Linked DNA regions of Mus musculus: regions 2 and 3 are each linked to region 1. A link is a contact called in public HiCAR-type and promoter capture Hi-C data. All regions are on one chromosome and are shown on one strand. The core of a region is the stretch at or near the end of the contact, and the rest is flanking DNA. Distances in the headings are between cores, read along the strand shown. Region 1 holds the start of Tex10 (testis expressed gene 10). Region 2 holds the start of Tgfbr1 (transforming growth factor, beta receptor I). Region 3 has its middle 37 kb from the start of Alg2.

Evidence for each region. Promoter capture Hi-C pulls out the DNA fragments that hold promoters and counts their contacts. HiCAR-type assays count read pairs that join an accessible place to other places.
Region 2: a HiCAR-type map of astrocytes shows a contact between it and region 1, with 4 times the contacts expected there. The contact joins the promoter of Tgfbr1 here to the promoter of Tex10 in region 1. A contact is called at or near these places in 8 of 39 promoter capture datasets (the C10 cell line, embryonic stem cells, hippocampal neurons and 3 more), 3 of 484 Hi-C or Micro-C datasets (B cells, the HL-1 cell line and embryonic stem cells), 2 of 115 datasets of contacts at active chromatin or transcription factors (astrocytes and pro-B cells) and 1 of 9 other capture datasets (liver).
Region 3: a contact with region 1 is called in a promoter capture Hi-C map of liver, with 5 times the contacts expected there. The contact joins the enhancer-like site here to the promoter of Tex10 in region 1. A contact is called at or near these places in 11 of 39 promoter capture datasets (the 3T3-L1 cell line, cranial neural crest, embryonic stem cells and 6 more), 1 of 15 datasets of contacts at CTCF or cohesin (large pre-B cells), 5 of 115 datasets of contacts at active chromatin or transcription factors (embryonic forebrain, embryonic limb bud, forebrain and 2 more) and 2 of 9 other capture datasets (embryonic stem cells and liver).

Annotation. Positions count from the first base shown.
Region 1 is chr4:48,471,552-48,475,176 of GRCm38.p6, reverse strand. It overlaps Tex10 (testis expressed gene 10), which reads left to right and starts at 1,714. Exons shown (of 15, transcript NM_001355740.1): 1 at 1,714-1,911.
Region 2 is chr4:47,351,156-47,354,780 of GRCm38.p6, reverse strand. Tgfbr1 (transforming growth factor, beta receptor I) reads right to left here and starts at 1,559. Exons shown (of 9, transcript NM_009370.3): 1 at 1,385-1,559. The coding sequence starts at 1,469. It overlaps Gm32435 (a long non-coding RNA gene), which reads left to right. Exons shown (of 3, transcript XR_390551.4): 3 at 543-2,467.
Region 3 is chr4:47,435,996-47,439,620 of GRCm38.p6, reverse strand. No RefSeq gene overlaps it. Among named protein-coding and RNA genes, the nearest start is that of Alg2, 37 kb to the left of the region's middle. Within about 2 kb of position 1,765, at least 180 of the 459 cell types and tissues checked have an H3K27ac peak or open chromatin away from gene starts, as enhancers often do. A contact at or near this core is called in embryonic forebrain, forebrain, hippocampal neurons and 2 more, where this site is marked.

The DNA.
Region 1 (3,625 bases), core at 465-2,964:
AATTATACAGTACATTAGAAGGTGGTACACCCTAAGAAAGAAAAATGTTGAGCAGAGGAAGGAAATGTCTATATGTAGGACAATATGTTATGATTTTTAATTCAGGCCACCAGGATAGGCATACCTTGAAGGTAGAAGATGTTTGAGCAAATTCAAGTGAGGGAAATTTGTCCAGTGGATTTACTGGGTTGTGTACTTCAGGCAGATAGGAATATAAAGAAAAGGTCTAACTAGAAAGATAAAGGGGTACACGTCTCTTGTATTTAAGGAGAGCAAAGAAGTGAAGGTCACAGGAACAGAGAGAAAAGGGAACATAGCAAAACAGTGCTCAGAGGACTGCAAAGGACTGTTCCAATATGGTAGGATTTGAGGCCATCAGAAGGACTCTAGATTTGGGGGGGTAAGTGACATGGGGAACCACCGAAGAGTTTTATAGTGACATGCTTTGCCATATATAAAAAAATATTCCGAGAACTGCTCTGCAAATGTTAGACTGTATGGGGTCTAAGATGGAGAGAAATGTGTTCCCGGCTCTTTCCTCTGATCGGGGTGATGTGGACCTTGAAGGTAGCCAGGGAGATGGTGATTAATAGTGGAAGTCAGAGCCAGCTGGTTTTTCTCCTGGGTTAGAAGCCACATGGTCTCAGAAAGATGCCAGCTTTTAAGGTTTGGCTTGAGTAACTGGCAGGATGGGATGCTATTTAAGGTGAAGAGGTTGTAGGAAAATATTTCAGAATGGATGTGCAGAGTTATCTTTTAGTCCTTGTTGATACTGAGATAGATATACATTGCAAAGCTGAAGGGAGAAGTTCTGAATAAGCTGGTAGCATTTTGGAGTTTAGGGGGCATATCTAGGTGGCATAAGCCTTTATAATTTTTTTTTTATTTTATAGTTTTACATATAATGTCATCAACTCCCAAGGCAGGTGCGGTGGGGGAGGGGAGGTTGTCTGTGTGGTGGCTTTTTGGCTTTATTCTTTATTCATTAACACAGAGGAGGTGTGACCTTAATTCTGATGCTTGGGTCTCCTGAATTTAGTTATTATCGTTTTATCCCTACTTCGTATATTGAACCTCAATATAAGGTATTAGGCTTTTCTAGTTCTTATATGTAGGAAGCTGCAAAGACAAATTTGACTCTAGGCTGACACTCTATCTGTATGCTTTTCCTTATATGTGGCTAAGTCAATCTTTAGATGGTTTTGTTTTCAAGATTTCTTTCTTCACATCTTCTTTGTAGGCATTTTAATGTCTCAAATTTCTCTAAATCCACTTACTTTGATTAGTAGAAGTTAATTATATGCTGAAAATGTTGAATTGGGGAAAACCCTGTCCTAGGTTTCCGGGACTCTGCCACAAGGTATAGTTTGTAACCTCTTAGCATTTGTCTATTTGCCTTTAGTCCAGGTTACCCTTCCCAGAAATGCTATCTTTGCTGTCCGAAACTTTTTCCTTCCTCAATTAAGCTCAGTTTATACTTTTCTCTAGCTCCAGGTTTGAAGAACTGAAGTCCTTGGGGGGAGAAGACCGCCTTTCAAGCTGTAACCAGCCAACATCCTCCAAGCCAAGGATGCTGGAAGACCTGACTCGGCTTGCTGGACCCTAGACCCTCCTCTCTTTCCTCCAGCTTCCGGCGCAGCCCCTCTTAGAGGGGGCGTGGCGTGCAAATCTGGACCCGCCCTCCGGCTGCGCGCGATTGCGACCTGCGGTCACGTGAGCGCGGCGAGGGAGGGCCCCCACTTCCGGGCGGCGGAAGGAGACGCGTCCGCGTGAGGACGAGGCGATTTGAAAACACGCTCTGGGAGCGAGCGGAAAGCCTGCGGCCGGCGGTTCACGGCGTGCTCCTGCGGGGCTTGACGGTCGCTCGCTCTCCGCCGCGTCTCCGCGTTCCGGGTCCGTCCGGGCTCTCAGGTGAGCGGCGTCTGTCTGTCCTGCACGGCTCTTCTGGGGCGCGGACACGCGAGGCCCAGGCGGAGGGACGGACTGTGGCGGCGGGTAGGGCGGCCGGGGTCCTAGCTGTCCCCCCACCCCGAGCGTGAGAGCCGGCCGAGGGGCTTCCGAAACGCCTCAAGCGGCCGCGGTCCGATTCGGAGGCTCGGCGGGTGTTAGGCCGGCGTGTGGGGGTCGGGCCAGAGACTCCACTCGACGTCCACTGAGGTATAGGAACCATGGTTTTTCTTTGGGAAAAAAAAAAAAAAAGACAAACGGAGTTTCCATTTTTGGTGTGCGAGCTCGAAAACGGGCGGGCGGATCTGATCGCTGCCCTCCTCCCCCTCCCCTTGACGGAGGACCCTCTCTTTCTGCCCCCTCGAATTTGGGGAACTTTGGAGACGCGAAGGGTTGGAGAGAATCACCGTAGGCCAACTGCTGCAATGCTTACTTTCTCTCCTTGATTTCTTCCTTTCTTTTGGAGAGCGGGAATAGTTGGAAATAAGGAGGAAAGGTAATGGGCTGGCCGCAGGGCAAACTACTTGGGAGTCTGCTTAAGTTGCAGTCTTTCTTCCGCTCAGGTTAGCATTAAGACTGACCTGCAGCAGGCATGTGTATGTGTATGTGTATGTGTATGTGAGTTTTCAAGCTTACCAAAAAGGTGATCAAGTCCAGTGAGAGCTCAGGCTCCGAGGCTGGAGTTAGCTTCCTTGTACTATCTACTGCTGTAAAAGTGGTCTAGTCTAGTAGAGCTATTTGACTTCCAGTGTTACGAAAATCTTTAAATGGAAATAATAGCAGCATCTAATGGAACTTTAACCAAGTTCCTAGTGGGAAAAAAATTGTCAGTATGTTTCTGTAAATAATTGTCGAGATTTAAAAGTTATTAGCCCTCATAATTTTCCTAGCAGACTGATGAGAGTGTACTTGAAGTGATACGGCACAACTTACTGAGAATGAGGTCTGATGTAGATTGCTAGAGACAGACCGACCGACCCATCATCACACGTGAAAGAGTGCCTAGAGGATAATGCAAGATGTCACAGGGTCAATTTTTCTTTCTTGTGAACCGTTTTCTTTTATCTCTGGAAACACTACTGATAAAATTGTAAGAAAAAACTTACAGAGTATGCTTGCTTAATAGGTAAAAACCAGCTTTGTATTAAAAGGGATGAGTCCCGGGGCTTTCTGGGTGTGTGAGGCTTGTATGTTTGGTAGGTGTTGGTCCTGAGGCTGACTAACACATGCATGTGTGCTTGAAACAACTGTCAGCTTACAGCTCTGGGTATGGTAAGCATGGACAGGGCAATTACTTATTTAATCTGGTAAAATCTGGTAACTGTACCTTGGCTTATAGATACATAACCACAGTAGAAAATATGTTTGGATAAGAATCACACCGATTCTAGAAATAGTTTTTTTTTTTAAATGGAGATGGTATTTTGCTGTATTGATCAGGTTCCTCAAAGTGCCTGAGCTCAAGCAGTCTTTCTGCAGGTCTAGTATTGACACAGGCAAATGCACTGTGCTCCCTTTAAAGCCAGCTCTTAGCCTCTTGTGTAGTAGGCAACTTCTACTTAAGGGGTCCTAAGGTCATAAATCTATGAATTTGGATATGCTGTCTTAGCAGAATTCATTCATTCATCCATTCATTCTATCAGCACTGTAAACTTTTATTTATTTACTTTTAAATCTC
Region 2 (3,625 bases), core at 310-2,809, 1.1 Mb after region 1:
ACCATTATTTCCTTCCTAAGCCAATGTCAAAAACCCATTGTATCTTCTACTGTAGACCTATGTAAAGAGAATGTTCAAGTAAACTAAGAAACTGATGGCTAAGTTATGTTATCAAATATCAACTGTTCTTTAAGTGAGTCATGCTACTTTGGTGTAACAGGTGCACAGATTTTGAACCCTGAAAGCCTAAGTGCAAATCCTAATTTCTGCACTTACTAAGAACTTAATCTTCTGCACCTCAGTTTTCATGTCAATATACAGGACAAATACTGGTACTGCGAGGGTTCTGATACTGTGTCTTTTACATCTGCATTATAATCAACTCCCAATAAACAGTAACTATTAAGTTTAATCATAGTTGGCATCCACAGTCTGGAGAGACTTTTGTTTTGGCTTGTTTTGCTTTTTAAAATGTTGTTATCCAATTTCCGCAACAAAAATGTATTTTCACTGTATGCAGGTTGCTAATGCCGAGCCTCAGTATTTTGCTTTCTCCTATTTTAATTGGTTCCTGACAAAGTTTTTTTCAATCTTCCCTCCAGAGGTGACAACCAGTATCACGACCGGCTTTAATATTTTGGGAAACCACACATTTCCCTTCAAACCCCAGCTACACAGAGGTCTGGTTTTAAAACTACCGCTTAGGGAAATGATACACCCAAAGCAACGATCCCCTCGAGAAAAGGAATAATTTGATCAATTCTACAGAACCGTTCCCATTCAAACGTTCCCAAATCTGCAGAGTGAGCAAACGTTCAAGTTTCTACTAGCAAGAAGACAATCTGCAGCCTTCTGGTTACTGGACTCTGAACTCTTCCCAGACTCACGAAGCGAGAACATTCCGCGCATCTTCGCGCCTGCTTCTCACACAAAGCCCCTGGTTGAAGAAAAGTCGCCCTAGGCGGGCGTCGGCACTCACGGCGGTGCGGCCCACCCGGGGTCTCTGCCCACGGCGCCCCTTTCGACCCTCCGGGGAGCCCTCCAAGCGCCCGGCCCCGGAGCGCCTCCACGCCGGTGCCCGCCCACGCCCCAACAGCTTCAGGCCGGGGCGCATTTAGGCAGTGGAATCAGGGGGCCACGGTCCCGGCCGGCCTCGCACCCCTAAGGGCAGCCCCCGACCTCGGCAGGCTCGCCAGCCGCTGCCCCCCGGGAGCCCAAGAGGGCCGGCCTCTGCTCGGTGCTCCGCCACCCGCGCTCGACACCGCCCCCGCCCCGCCTCTCCTCCCCGCCCCGGCTCGCGTGGCGCCTGCCGGGTCAGGAGCGCCCGGCCGGCCGGGCGCCGCCACCTGCGCCCCCGGCCCCGCGCCATGTTTGAGAAAGAGCTGAAGCGAGCCAGAGGCCCGGCCCGGCCCGCGCGCCCCGCAGCCACCCGCCCGCCACTCACCCTTCGCCCCCGGGAGCAGCGTCGCCGCCGCCACCAACACGATGAGGAGCTGCGGACGACGTGGAGCAGCGGCCGCCGCCTCCATGGTCCCGCCGCCACTGTTTGTGGCCCGGCCCGGCCCCGGCCGCAGCTTCTCCTCAGGAAGCCTCGCCCCTCCTCGCCCCACCTCCCCGCCGCCGCCGCGGCCTCGCTCCGGCCCTTTGTAACTGCTCGAGGGGCGTACGCCCATTGGCTGCCCGGCTCCCGCCGACCCCGCCTCCCCCGCCGCCCGCGAGCGCCCTAGCGGGACCTAGCCGAGAGCCCCGCCCGCGGGGCCCTGGGCTACCAATGAGCGGCCGTGGGTTTCTGCCTCTAACCACGCCCCCGCACTGCTGGGCCTCTGACCACGCCCCCTCACCGCTGGGCGCCTTTACTCCAGCCACAGCGGGCAGCTCGCGCTCCCGCGGCGGGTGGGGGCAGGGTCCCAGTCTGCGCGCCCGAGGGAGCCCACGGTCCCGACTGAGCGCAGGGTGTGCCTGTGAGAGTTGCTCAGGGAAAGACTGTGACCGTTGCACGCTCTTTTCTTCTACTCCAACCCCACCCTGACTTCCCCTGCACAGTCCTGCACCCGCAAAACCCAACTCTCGCCACTCGGACCCTCAATATTGTCCGGGGTTCAACTTCCCCCACCCTAGACCCGCGGCTTCCAGCCTCCCCGCAAAGACAGTCCGATTTCTTTCTGCACTCCACGTCCGCCCCAGACCTCGTCGTCCTCTCCCCAAATTCCAGTCTCAAAGTCGGAGCCCAGTTTCGGAATCCCAAGGTGGAGCTCAGACACACCCCCGAGTGGCCTCTGTGTCTCGGCACCGTAAAAAGACCCAGACTAAGGGTCCCCGCCGCCCTCCTTCCCTCCCACCTTTGCTGTCCCCGCGTGGAAGCGGAGAGGCCCACGGGTTTCGAAGGAGGGAGGATTGCCCTACGAAGAAGCATCCCGCCCCGGGGCGAAGCGGGAGCAGTCATAGGTACTTTGAGTTGTCTCCGACACTCCTGTGTAATAATTTCGAGGTGTCACTAAAAACCCAAATAAACTCAGCTCCGCTTTCATTCTGAATTCCTAATTTACTGTGAGACGCTCCACCCACCTTCCCTCTGGGACGCCAAAATGAGCTCCAGATTTGTAATTCTTCCTGTCAGACTAGTCCTTTCTTCAGACACAAACACAGTCACGGAGGCGGCCGCATGGCACCGACAGCATTTTTCCGCAGAACCTTTTAAGGAGAAAATGTTATTTTCTGTGTGATTTGAACTCGGAATTAAATAAAGCTCCGTAGTAGGAATCAGCCGGCCTCTAGTAGCTGTTGGTAAATTGCTTTATAGCCACTTTCCAAGAGTTTGATCCTGCTTATGAAAGCAAACCGTGGGGGCTAAGAGCTGGGGTCTGAGACTGCTCCTCGGCTCCAGCTAGGACACGCTTCAGCAAGTCCTCAACCTGCCAGAACCTGAACAGGCCTGCTCTCTGGGACTCCAGAACCATCAGTTCCTGCCTCCCCTGGCTCCCCTGGCCCCCCTGGCTCAAATGCCCTGAGGTTACAGGGACTAAATTTGACCAGCTTCTAATGAAATCTCTCTGGGAGATATAAAGAGCCTGACACACCTAAAATCTCCAGTGACTGCCCCCGCCTCACCCCCACCCCTAAAGCCTTGTACTTCCTAGGCAAGTACTCTACTCATAAGCTATACCCCCAGCTCTTGTGCTCCTATGTGCACCGTATGCAAGTAGTGCTTGTGGGGTCCAGAAGAGGGCGTCCAATCACTTGGAACTGGAGTGACACCTGGAGTGGAACTGTGAGCCACCTAACAAGGATGCTAAGAACGGAACCACTTCCTCTGCAAGAGCAGCAGTCTCTTAACTATTAACCTATCTCTCCGGCCCCCAGCCCTTGGTTTTTAAAGATGGGGGTCTCACTATGCAAACCAGGCTAGACTGAAACTCGGAATCCTCCTTCCTTAGTCCTCCACCTCCCCTCCCCCAGGCCTGGGGTTGCAGCCACATGCCAAGATGCCCCCCCTATTTTTCTTTTTCTGATCTAGTCTGTGTCTTGCATAAGATCTCAAGAGATTTTTATGCTATGCATGAATAATTAATCTCATAGGAATTTTTTCTCTGGTTATCTTTAATGGGTTGCAAATATTAAAAGCTCCCATCCCACTTATAAATGGGACTGAATCACAAGTCCAGAGTGCCTTAGTGACATAATGTGT
Region 3 (3,625 bases), core at 516-3,015, 1.0 Mb after region 1:
TCTGTGCTTGAATCCATTCCATCCTAGTAGCAGAGGCAGAGTGACACCTGGTAAAATGTCTTGCACATAACCAGGGCTCCTGGAAAACATGGGGGAAGGAACCATGAATTCTGCTGCTTGGGAGGAGGCTCAGTACGTCTAAGCAAGGTGACACTAGGCATAGCATTACATTGTCCTGTGACTTGGGGAAGTCTCAGATTGCTGTCCCTTCTATTCCTCCCTAGATTACCAAGAGGGTCACTTCTCAGTGCCCAGTTCTAACTACAAATTGAAGCTGATAATGTGACCCCATGTCTCAAGATAGCTATGAAGGCGATTACAGCCTTGTGAGTGTACAGCACATAACCAAGAGCCAGGCACAGGCTTTGAAGCCAGTACATGCAGCTCTAAGGGCCTGGATGCCTGCTGTCAAGCTTTGTCAACAGGCAAAACGCAACTGTGATGCCTCCAAGGAGAATGTGGCAGGAACCCACCTCCCTTTAGAAAGTCACCTGGGGCAGGTTGCTAATGTCAGAATTGTGGGGGTAGCGGAGGCGACTCCACCTTGAGTCGCAGCAGCAAAGGAAGCAGGGGGAGGGGAGGATCCTGGGTAGAGTAGGGAGAGGACCACAGGTCCACAAGGGAGAGAACGGGTGAGCCACAGGCACAACAGAAACAGCTTCACTCTCCAACCTATTGCTGCTTCTTGGACTCCACACTTAAGGATGGGGACAACTGGTGGAATCGATTTATAGACATGTTGATTTACAGATAAACACATGGCGCTTCTTGGCTTGGTTTGTTTTAGAGAAGAAAGACGACTCTGAGAACATAGCTCAATGGTAGAGTAATTACTGAGCATGTGCAAGGCCCTGGTTTCTATCTCCAGCCCTGGAGAGACAGAGACGTGTGTGTGTGTGTGTGTGTGTGTGTGTGTGTGTGTGTGTGTGTGTGTGTGTGCGTGCGTGTGTCTGAGAGAGACAGAGAACACAGAGATATTCTGAATATGATTCTGTTCATCTATATTAAATAAGAGGCTTAAATGTGTGGTTAATGAGACATAGTAAGAGAAAATAAAGACATGAGAAATTGCATGCACTCTATGTCCCTAGAGAACTTCCTTGTCACGATGCTTAGCTGCTCCTCACTTCATCTGCCTCACGTTAGCCTCAGGATCACCGGGTGGGGTCCCACAGCAAGCGATACCATCACATTTCATCATGAAGGCCCAAAGGCTGAGAGCATCAGACCAGGCATCTGAATCCAGTTCTGTCTGCCTAAACCAAGCATCCTCGCACCAAACAAGATATTCCTACACGTTAAAGGCTTGAAAAGCTCTGGAGGTAGAGGAAGGTCTCACCATCCCTCCCTGATCGCCTTCCAAACGCCAGGCGAGAGGGTTGTAGGGTTGAGCTGGCTCTGGGAACCAACGATGTATGTGCAGCTTTCGCCCCCTGGTGGCTGATATGCGAAGTGCTCGACAGTGGAAGAACAAAGGCTGCTAGCGTCCTTCCCTACCGCCCCCCCCCCAACCCCCGCCCCGGAATGGGGGTTGGGGTCCTGGACTTGGCTCTAGCGGCACGATAGACTAATGAGCTGTACATCTGCTCAGGAGGCAGCTGTTGAGTGCCTGACGGAAGGGTCGAGCCTGAAGGAATGAAATGAAAATTTGATTTATGTCGCTTGTTTTGGCAAGCTTTTGGGAAATGACCAGCCAGCAGCGCTGCCCCAGCACTCATGAGGGGTGAAGGGTGAGCGAGTGTCTCCTTGTCGCTCCACCTCACCCTTCAGCTGTCAACGAAGTCGTCCGTGGGGAACTGACTCTTATGCCCCTCCTCCAGGCAGCTGGCTTGTCCCGCCTTTGCTGGAGATGGGGGCGGGGGGCCTTCTGGTTCATCTCTGCTCTGTCTGAAGGGGGCGGGGGGTGCAGCTTCTTATACTTGTTTGAACATACATGTAAGTGTCCTCAGCTCTAGGCATCTGCCAGCTCCAAGCATTCAAAGGGGTCAAAGGGTGTGTCAGCTGAGAGGATGGCCACGCCCGCTATATTTTCAGAGCAGCGGCAATCTCCATGAGGATCGGGCTCCTTTGAGAAAGGTGGCTCCTTAACGCCAGGTCTCCTGGCACTGTGTGGCAGGTGTATGAATGAGGCCACAGGGAAGCTGGGCACCGTGCTCCAGAGCTTGCTTCTCTGCCTGCCTGTCCAATGTTCCCCTCTCCCAGGAGTATTATGGGAAACACCAGTCCAGCGTGTCTTCTCTAGGGCTGGGCTTCCAAGAGAATCAGCCCCGGGGAAGCTCCCTGCTCGTACAGCCTGCCGGAGTGGGAACACTGCCATCCTCCCTCCCTCTGCCCTGCCCCTTAGGGTGCTTCACATATACTTTCTCTGTATTTCATACTACCTTATTGAAAAGGGGAGACATATGTCTCCTGAGAGGCTTTACCTAGGAGCAGATGGAAGCAGACACAAGCATCAGGTGGCCTGTGGGGAGTCCTGTGGAAGAGTAGGGGATAGGATTAAGCCAGCCGGAGTGGTCAAAGACACCACAACTAACCTGGGCCTGTGGGGGTTCACAGAGACCGAACCACTAACCAGTGGGCTGGACCTAGATTCCCTATACACTTGTAGCAGATGTGCAGCTTGGTTTTCATGTGGGTCCCCTAACAACTGAGCTGTCTGACCCTGTGGCTGCCATTGGATCCCCTTCCTCTACTTGGACTGCCTGGTTGGTCCTCAGGAAAAGGGGTGTGTAGTCCATCTAGGACTGGATGTCTCAGGGTGGGGTGGTACCCCAGGGGGCTTTACTTTCTCTAAGGAGAAGATGAGGGAGTAATGGGGGAGAGGGATTTGTAAGGGTGAGACTGGGGGGAGTGGAGGAAGGGGGTTGATCAGGATGCAAAGTGAATAAATAAATTAATAAGAAAGAGAGATTAAAGTGAGTGGCACAGTTGCTTTCTGGCCTTCATGAGGAAAACCTGGGAAGTGAGCTTTGTCTGTCATGTGTGCTTCGCAAAAGCCAAGCTCCTGTCTATGAAAACCACTTAGGAGGTAGGAGATACCTGAGACCAACTTGGAACTCTCAGCTGTCCCCCTGCCTCAGTCTCCCCAGTGCTGGGATTACAGGTGTGAGTCACCACCCCTGGCGGAAGCATGCTTTTCTGCACATGTCCTTCCCATAGACTCCCTCTCCCTGAGGTCATCAAACCATTTATGAGAGGGAAAATGACACGACCTCAGGTTATATTTCCCCTTGAGTGTTTATATTGAATGAGTGAACTAATTAATAACTAGGATTTCTGCATAGATTCGTAATAGGGAAGCAACAATCCACCACTGAAATGTGCATGACGGTGGGGAGCCACTGTCCAGGCAGAGCTGGTGACGCGTGAGGGACTCATACATCCCCAGAGACCCGGAAGACCTTCGTGCCAAACCGGGACCATTTACTATTTCCATTAATGGCTTGAAGGATGGAAGGGAGCCTCAGCTAATCACATTTCTGCAAGCGCTGAAGCTGGAAGGGATCTTTGCCACTTCGGAGGCCCAGATTAAAATGGGATCGAGGCTTGACGAATTGCAGAGATGGCCCTAAATCAATAAACAGAGCAGCAATAAAGATAAATGCCAGCTGTGTGAACGGGGCTG